2 separate regions of the Gossypium hirsutum genome follow, and region 1 is linked to region 2. A link is a contact called in public Hi-C data. All regions are on one chromosome and are shown on one strand. The core of a region is the stretch at or near the end of the contact, and the rest is flanking DNA. Distances in the headings are between cores, read along the strand shown. Region 1 holds the start of LOC107924431 (peptidyl-prolyl cis-trans isomerase CYP65). Region 2 holds the start of LOC107924520 (nucleolar complex protein 2 homolog).

Evidence for each region. A called contact is a pair of places that touch in the nucleus more often than the background predicts.
Region 1: a contact with region 2 is called in a Hi-C map of leaf, with 2.6 times the contacts expected there. The contact joins the promoter of LOC107924431 here to the promoter of LOC107924520 in region 2. A contact is called at or near these places in 8 of 34 Hi-C or Micro-C datasets (callus, leaf and petal).

The regions. Positions count from the first base shown.
Region 1 is chrA12:41,596,945-41,602,220 of Gossypium_hirsutum_v2.1, reverse strand. It overlaps LOC107924431 (peptidyl-prolyl cis-trans isomerase CYP65), which reads right to left and starts at 3,075. Exons shown (of 11, transcript XM_016854881.2): 1 at 2,775-3,075; 2 at 2,621-2,683; 3 at 2,423-2,526; 4 at 1,140-1,231; 5 at 955-1,044; 6 at 761-836; 7 at 286-659. The coding sequence starts at 2,902.
Region 2 is chrA12:41,316,806-41,321,793 of Gossypium_hirsutum_v2.1, reverse strand. LOC107924520 (nucleolar complex protein 2 homolog) reads left to right here and starts at 3,631. Exons shown (of 14, transcript XM_016855011.2): 1 at 3,631-4,047.

The DNA.
Region 1 (5,276 bases), core at 1,826-4,325, 280 kb before region 2:
CTAAAAACCTGTCATGACTAAGAATATCAATGAATGTCTTCCTAAAGGAATTAACCTTTTGCACACTATCAATTGATTCATGATAGAATGACAGTTATTACAAGTCATTATCACCAGAATGACGAATCAACAAATTGACACCAAAAAAGATCTCTAAAAGACTACTAGTTAACAGGAGATAGAAGCATAGAACAATGATCAACTTTGGTATTAGTTTAGGATGAAATGAAGCTCTATCATAAGGAGTTACGCCCAAAAGATAAGCCAGGAAACTGAGAAATTTACCATCTTAGCATTCACAGGTGCCCTCTCTCCAGCCATGTGCATAGCAATTCGAGCAGCAGTTTTATCACTTGATGCAGCTTTTGCTGCAGCAGCACTTCTTCCATGTACTGAAGCAGATGCAGCATCTACAATACTAAACACAGGTTGACTTTTACTCTCCCCATTTGCATCTGCCTTGGAATCCTCTTTAATGCGAGACCTGGCAGCTAAAATGGCAGCAAGAGCAGCAGCCCTCTCATTTTGAGCCTTGGCCCCACCACCTCCAAGCAGAGCAGCTTGCTTTGCTTTGTCAGTTCCAAGCTCTGCTAGCATCTGCTTGATATCCCCAGCAACATTTATGTTATAAGTTGGATCCGAACTCAGTTTCCTTAGTTCTGCAACAAGATTATAGGAAAATCAAGACCATAAATTAGAAGGGGCAAACATAGCTAATCCTACCAGCAAGCACAGCCAAAACAGAAATAAAATACAATACCTTCATCATCAACCTTCAAACTATTTTTTACATGATCAAAATCCAAGGTAACCTTACTGTCAAGTGCATTAGGATTCTGCAAACATGAGCAGCAATACAAGAAGGAACTTATAATCATTATGTGACACTGGCGAAACAAATAATTGCTGTATTAATCAAATAAAAACAGAATATGAATTAAATGCACTGCTTACCTGAATTGTAATTATATCTTCCTTAGTGAAAGGTTCATCTGTAAGAAGCTCTTTCCAATTTTTGGTCTTGATGTTTAATTCTTTAATTGCCTGCAATAGAAAAAAAAAGGAAAAACAGTATCATGCTTTAACACATCTATCTGACCTTAAGAGGAAATGTTGACAATATAAGCAATAAACTATACCTCATAACAGAAAACATTTCCTGAAGTCTTCACAGCAACTATGTGTGTGTACTCAGTAAAAACTTTGTTCAGCACAGGACAATGATACTCCCCTGCATTAAGGCACCATTTCAATATCCTTGAGGCATGAAAACTAAACCAAACGTGCAAATACTAAAGACATCTAAAATAAAGTCAATTCTAAAATATATATAACTGAAAAGAATAGCAACCAGCATACCAACATAGTTGCACATAAAACAATAAAGTAGAACAACATTCATGAACAGCCTTCTACCAAATTGCACCAGTATAATCAATATAACAACAGTAATAAGAAGACCATAGCAAGGTTTACATCTATTACCCATGAGAATTAATAGCCTTTATTTCCACCATCACCAAAGAGTATTTCAAGCATTTATTCCATTTCTCATTTAGTTAAAATTGATTCCCCAAAGATATGATTTCAAAGTATAACAAACATAGGATTTATTAGTATGTGCAAGTGCAATTTCCCCTACTACCCTTGTTACCAACTTCACAGTAATTGCAGAAGGTTGTCTTGACAGAACCTACAAATATTAAACTGTGACACTGAAGAAAGAGGCCATAGACAAGCAGACTCTAATTCCAACTTCTTGATTTTTGGCTCAAAATTAAACCAAAGATGCAGTGCACTCTAGTCTGGCAGAACCTTAAGTATTTAAAATAATAAAGAACAGGAAGTAACTACAAAAGCGGGCAGAAATTGCATCCTTCACAAGCTCGTTTATAGAGAAAATGACAATAATAACCTAAATATAACATGCAACAACCGTCCCATGGTTTCGTTTTTTCAACCCAAAACAAGGTAACTGTCTAACATCCAAAATTCACATGTCATAGCTAAATGAAGACACACACACACACACTCAAGTTCAACCTTGTTGAAAAAGTTATAAGAAGTCAGGTAAAGAATAGAAGACCAATATTTAGTTTTGCAGGAAATTGCTGTAACTCATGCAAAATATACATCCACCATTTATCTCATGCACCAAATAAAAGAACCTAGAAAGCTATTAATGTAATCTATAATCAAATCGACAATTCACACAAGGAACAGCATCTTAATTAAACTATATTTTTTTACTAAAAGGAACAATATTTCAAACAAGTATCCCCTTTTAACATGAACTTTAGAAAATTTACTTCTAAATCTACAACATACTTTGTTGAAACCTGACAGCAGTATATTATATGGCTTGCTCAATTTCTTTGGTTCATTGAATTAAAACGTGAACTCGAAAATAAATATTTCAAACCTTCAGAGTTCTTGTGGAAAGTAAGATTGATAAGATCCTCCTGCTTCAATGGAGCCCCAGTAACCGGATGCTTCCCATACTTTCTTATATAGGGAACTACATTCCTGCACAAGAAAACAATAAAAAAATAACAAAACCCCCTAAATTACACTATATAAAAGCTTGAAAAAAGTAACAACGAAATGAAAAGATACCAACATTAAATCGAAGACGCTGCCATCCTTCGTGCATACAGGCAACTCGAAGGGCGTGAATGTAAGGCTGAATAAGACAACCAGAAAAAAAATGAATATAATAAGATATAAAGCAAAAATGGTATAAAGCAAAAATGGGAATGGAAAGTGAGGCATACGCGCAGCAATAGAAGGGAAGGCGTTTGAAAGGGGTACGATTTTCTTTGGATTTAGCGCCGCCCCACTCGGTAGCCCACTCCGTCTTCGTTATGAACATTCGATCTTTGCTGTGCTGTTTCTTTCCCATCTTGGCGACCTTCTCCGGGACAATTCAATTGCTATGGCTAGGGTTTATGATTTGGGGGAAGGGGAATTGGATTTTTTTCTGGTGAGGGATTAGGGATTATGGGGAGAGACTTTGACTTTTGACCGCTTTGAGACCCTGAGTATCAGAGTATCGCTTCCGATAATTACCGACCTTTTGAATCAGCTAAAACGGCCCAATTTAAAGCCCGTTGAAATAATTGGGCTTATTTTCATTTATTCAAAAAAACTTAAGAACTTCCCATTTTCTTTTTCTTTTTATATATTATAAAACAGTTCATATTTTTTCGATAAACTTTCCATATCAGTCCCTATAATGTATCTCATATTGCATTTATCGAATCTATCATGTATTAATTCTCTTTCTCTGAAAATATAGAAAAATGGATATGTGAAAATTTAGTCTGTGTATATTAGATAATTAGCAAAATAGTCTCTCTATTAAAATTATATCGTTAAATGTTCATTTTGATTATATATATATGACATAATAATAAATTTAATTAGTGAACTTTACATCTTTATTCAATTTAGCTCTTTTTACCCTTCTTTGTTGATGTGCCATTATTTTATCTTTTAAGCCATCGGTGGCCGAATGTGGCATTAAGTTTTAGAGAGATCAAATTAAAATTTTCAAAATTTTTGATGTTTAATGAGATTTTTCAAAAAAAAAATAAGGCTCTAATTTTTTTTAGAAAATTATTGAGTAATTAAATTTTTTAAAAGGGTTTAATTAAAATTTTCAAAACTTTTAAAGAGCTTAATTAAATTTTTCAACAAATTTGGGGGCCTAAGTAAATTATGAATAATTTTGAAGGGTTTATTAATCATTTTTCAAATTTTTGAGAGGATCAAGCCCCTTTGACTCTTTTTATATTCCGTCTTTGTATGTCATGTCAACAAATATTAAAAAAATATTTGAAAATTTAAAAATATAATAAATTTTTAATAAATTCTAAAAATTTTATAAATTTCTAAAAGTAAAGGGATGGAAATGTAATTAAACCTCTCCATTTTTAGTTTTCAATTAAATTTTTTTATTCAATCGAATTCTAACTATGGTTGTTTGAATTGGATTAAATTAATTAAATTAAAAACTGATAGAAATATTAATCTAGATAGAACATCAGAGCAATTGACTTAAAAATCAATACAAAGCAATTGAGCTCAATAATAAAACTGAATCAAATTACTTTTATATATTTTTACTAATAAAACCATCAATCCAATTCCTTTACTCTAAAGTCCAAACAATGAATTGCCTTCACACGTTTCTCCACTAGTCAACTCGACAAATGGGTTAACACCCAGTCCCAATAATAACCGGAATTTCTTCCAAAAGAAAGGTGTGATATTTGTATTGGTTTTAGTAAAATTATCGTTATTGATTAAAAAAAATGGAGGCTTTTTCAAAGTTTCTTTACTTTTCAAGTATTTTAATTGTTTCATAATTCGGATGAAAACTAGAAAAGCATCATTTGTCAAATTGGGCTTTAGTAATTGCATAATTTTATCGGTGTTCAACTACGTTTTTTTAAAGCTTGTTAGGTTAGAATGTGCTCTAAGTTGAATGATTTCATCATAGTTTTTAATTTTTTAATTGATTTAATAAATAAAATTACAATGTGTTCACTTAATATACTTTATATGAGTGTTTTCAAATGTGAAAACTAAATGAATAAATGAATATTGACTCACTAATTATTCAAGGTTTAATTAATAATACGTTACATTATATGATCAGATTATAAAATGATGAGACAATTTATACTAGTAGTTAATCTAAATTATTTGTAGTTCATAGAATCAAATTGATCAAATAATTCATACTAGGACTGTTATCTTGTCTATCAGTCCAATCGGAGAGATAACTTATCTTGACTATCGAAGCTAGATTGACTCTTAGAAATAGAGACATAGATATGATTATTTGAACTAACAATATATCGAACGGGACCCAAGTTGAATAAAAAATGAGTTGCAATAAAAATTTGTGGTTTCTTATTAACTTACGTTAGAAAGTAACAAAGAGGAAGATATGAGTTACAATGAAAATTTGTGGTTTCTTTATTGATGTCATCTATATTTACATCGTTATAGACAAGTTAAAAAATACATCATCAGCATCATCAGGGAGAATGTGTGCCGCACGACAGTGGGTGACTATCGTGAGGAGGATTTCTGCGTACAACTATTACTAAGGGCTCATAAACTGATTCGTTACCATTGTCCTCATTATGTTTGTCTTTACCCCCACCCTCGTCGCCATCATGTTCATGTTCATGTTCATATTCGCCTTCGTCATTTTCTTCGTCTTCACCTTGGTCTCCATCGCCTTCATTCGTGCCCGAGTGTAG
Region 2 (4,988 bases), core at 2,382-4,881:
AAAAGTAATAAATATAAATCAATAATCCAATCCTCTTTTGATTTATATGAAATATAATATTTTCCTCATTTATGATCTTAATATGAGATCCATTATAAATATCTTTTAAAACCAATTGACTAATCATCACAAGATATTAATATATTAGCTCTTCTGAAGCTTTTGATTAATTTTTTACTACCAAATATTGGAATAATATTGGTTTATATTTTCTTTTACGTTCATTTCGGGGAATGCAATAGATTTACTAGGATGAACTTATAAACATCCCAAAAATTCTTTAATTCATAATCACCATTGCAAACATGCGTGGATTTCAAATTAAAATCTATCTATTCATGTTGTTATGATTAGTCTCCAATTATAATAAACATGATATAATAAATAAATCATAGTAAAATATATCTAAGATTCTTTAACATCATTGTTAACACCCTCTGGCTATTATCATGAACATTGAGTGGTTAAAGGCTCTAATGATTACCCATAGTGCGTAGGCCTCAATTGAAATAGCAATAGCTCTAAGAGGTAATCGACAACAAAAAATTTTGGGATATTTTTGTGACTTATGGAGAAACCCAATTAAAAGAGTATCTTGTTGACAACGTGTTATAAAATAAATAAACAAAGAGTAAAGAACAAAGAAAATGGGAGAGCAAAAAAGAGAGCGTATTTTATTGATCAATCGAAAATTTACAAAGTTTCCCTAAAGTCTCTATTTATAGGTATAAGAAGTATAAATGAAGTAGAGATCTACTTCTAATGACTAGTAGAATTTAAAGTACATCAAAACTTATCTTGATCTTAATGAACATCCACTTAATAATATATTCATAACATTAACAATGTTATTGTAAGTGACTTAAGTTGTTAATTGTAACACTCCAAACTCGACCTAGGCATTATGACCAAATTTGGAAGTGTTGCCTAAGTTCTTTCGGAAATCCAAAAACATACTTTCAATTATTTAGGAAAACACTACTTTAGTATAAAATCACTAGGTTTTTGTAGATATGTGCTATTAAAATCTTTTAGTTTTGCAGTGAAATTTCTTATATAATTGGAATTTTGTAAAACATGATTTGATTTTGCAGATAAAATTTTTGTAATTTTGAAAACGCTTAAACAATTTAAAACGAAAATAGTATCCAAAAATTAAAACATTCCAAATGTCCCAAAACAATCCAACATAAAAAAACAATCCAAATCAGATTGAAATAACAAAATTAAAAAAAATGTTTAACTGAGATCCGTCACACTGACCCATTTTAAGTCTGGGGGTTACTTGAAAGTAAATAGACAGAGGAGAGATTTCAAGCTCAGTGTGTAACTTATAACAGTAGATACCATAGACACAATTTCAACATGTTTTCAAATATCATTTAGTCATTTTTTATAATAAAGCAGAAACAAAACATATCAGATACAGATTCACAATCCTACCCCTATCCATTACACACCATCTCCGACCATCCCTACACACCATATAAGGTATTATATACCCATCCAACCTTACACACCGCTTAGTGACTGTATGTTACTTTTCAGAATATTTGCAATCTAGTTGTCAGATCATTAGGCGATAATTCACTAAAAATAGATATATATGTGTTAAGCCACCAGATACGACAAATAGATTAAACTGTCCACACTTCCTCCATAACCATATTTCCCATCCCAATGCACATGCAAAACTAATAAATATCAGAAATTTATATGACATACATGCTTTTATAACATATTCATATCAGACTTATCATAATACAGCTCATATTTATCATAGCATAGATCATACCTACCATAATACAGATTATACTGAGCATATAACATATTAGTTATGTGTACATAAATCGTATTTAACACAAACAGAACATCAGAAATCATGATTTATAACTTAATTTGTATCATATAGCTCTACGAAAGGCCCATATTTGACTCGTATGACGAATATGGTCCTAGGGAAAAATTTCAAAATTTGGGCCTACACGCTCGTGTGGCCCGCACGGCCCAATTGGCCTAAACTGTGTGGTTCACACAGTTTGTAATATGGTCGTGTGTCACACATGGCTTACCACACAGCCGTGTGACATCGACAGTCCCAAATTTTAGCTTTCGCCATTTGTTGTTTTCTCAGGTTTTCGTTACACACGTGGTTGATTTTTTATGAAGATCGAAGGATGAATACTCTAGTACCTAAAATGACCATTGACATGAATTAATTAACTTAATCTAACAAAACCCAAGTGCTAAATCATAACCCAACAACAACACTTAAACTTCAATACAGAGAATTCGACCTTAAATAATGACGAATACGTTCACTTACCCTTAAGAACAACAATTAACTCCCTAGAGGAACACCAAACGTCTCACGATTTTCCCCTAATTGAGCATAAAAATGATTAAACACAATAAAAAACTACTTCCATTACAAGGAATAAAGAAAATCCTAACTTACACATCAACTAACTGAAATAATAACTTCACCCACCCCGAGTACTTACCAAATTAGAACAACAAGAATGGAATTGAAAGCAAGCGGGGTTACGAGCAAAGCCGAATTGACAAATAGAAGAAAGAAGAACCAAAATTGAACTTAAATTTTGTTTGGGAAAGAAAAATAACAAAAAGGGATGAAATGGAAAAAAAAACAACAGAAACAACAAAATTAGAAGGAGAATGAAAAAGGAAAAAACATTATAGAATTTCAATTCGACTCCACTTCTACATGTGAACAACACACAGAGGAAGTAAAAATAAACATACCTACTTGCTCACGCGGGGATTCAAACATAAAACCAAAGGGCAAACTAACACCTTACCACTAAACTAGCAAGCTCATTTTATCATAAATTGATCAAATATAATACTTAAGCCGAATAACAAAGATAGGCCTACGAACAAAAATAACTAAATTTCCCTAAAAGAGAGATTTAAACCCATGACCTCAAACACACATTCAAGGCCCTTAACCATTGAAGCAATTATTTAATTATGACAAAATTTAACAAATTAGAAATTCAAAATTTTTGGGCATTACATTAATAATTAAAGTTAAATGATGTAATTTGATTAAATAAAAAGTTTGTGGTCTATTTGAAAGTTGAGGTTAAGTTCAATGATTTATAATGTAGATTACATAATATACACGGTACTTATTGTTGCTAAATGAGAATTACAAGTTAAAACCTCTCCTAGTAATAATTAATAGCAAGTTTTGTTTTTTTCTTTTTTATCTTTAATTTGTTGGAACATACGGGAAAATTTATAAAGTTTTTATTTTTCTATTATTTTTAATAACTAAAGCAAAAATAAAAGAATAGGGGTTAAATTGATAAAATTTGTAAAGGTTGAGGAGTTAAATTTGTGATTGTTTCTATTTTTTAATAATGTTAATTGAAAAATTAATGAAATGACTGAAAATCAGCAAATCAAAAAATAGAGGACCAATTTTGAGCAAATAAAAGTAGATAAATTAAGTCAGCATAAAGCACAAATTAATAAGTATAGGACTATCCTCAAAATTTAAACTTTTAATGGGTTGCAAAAATAGATTGAAATGTGTAATGCAAAGCCTACCCGATTTGAAAAAAAAAAGTACTAATTCGAACATTAAAGTCAAATTTAGGTGCCAAAAGGTAAATTGAAATAAGTAGGTTTGAAGGTGTTGACTATTAAACTTAAAGCAGTCAGCCGCCCATCAGAATTCAACTTCTCTTTCCCATCCGTCCTTTAAGCGAAATCCGACGGTTTAAATTCGTTAGGTTTTGCAACAGGAAAGGAAGAATCTAATCCGTCTAAATCCAGCCAGCTGCCCGTCGATAGCCGTCTCTACTCCGGCGGCCACCCCGTCTCCCGGTTCCTCTGTCGCCGGCGCCTATTACCGTTGTGTCGCCCCGTTCGTTCTTCCATCAAGACACTGTCGTCGTTCCGGTGAAGCTGCTGCTTCCTCTGTCGCTGGCGTTCACCACTGCCTTCGCCTCCTCCGCTTCAGCCTTCAGTCGTCGCCGTCCCGCTGTGCCGCCGGTCAATCTCGTCCAATTCCTGGTATCTCCATGACTTCTATGGACAGTTGTTTTTTTTCTATGGACAGCTGCAATTTCTTGATTTTGTTGATGATAAATTAATTTTTGTGCAAGTTGCAATTTTTTAATACATATTACAGTTTTGTCTCCATTCCACTCACTCCACCAATTTCTAAAACCCCAACAGTAAGAAAGAAAATACCACCAATTTCTCCACCCGCCACCGCCATCATCGTTTCATAAGCAGTTAGGCACTCTATTTTTGCAGCTCACCCTTTAATAGAAAAAATAAAAAAGGCCTGTAACCCGGAATACACCGCTCGGACACGGTTCATGAAACAATACAATAGAAACCTAGTCCCTAACAATTCAAGAAAAACTAGGTTTTTTTCAATCTCTTCTATATTCAATCCTACTTTTCCTCGAAGCTGCCAGTAAATCAAATTTTCTTTTTGGGTGTTTGCTTCTTTAATTTCTTGATTAATCGGTGAGCTCTTTTCGTTCTTCAATCATTAATCGGTGAGATCTTTCCGTTCTTCAATCACTTAATGCATCGTTTTGTTTTTTTAGTGTTTAATGTTATATTGAATTCATTGTTAAAGATTATTTCTTTGGTCTATTCTTTGAATGAGAGATACATGGATTTTAAGTTTTGAATTCAGTGTTAAAGTGTCTCAAAAGCTTAAATTCTCAGTTATTTAAAGGTTCTTCAACTTTACTGGAGTTAACTGTTTAGCCCTAGAATAGGAGTACTTCATGGATTAGAATAGGAGTACTTCATGGATTAGAAAGCTATAACTTTTTCTTGCCATTGATGTAGGTGCTGGAGATTCATACTAATTTACATGTGGTTTAAGTTTTAAGAAATGGGTAATTGTTAAGGGTCAAAATGGGATTGATCCTAGTTCTCAATACTCAAGTTTTGTAACTTTAATTTTCAGATTAAATTATTTACCCTTATAC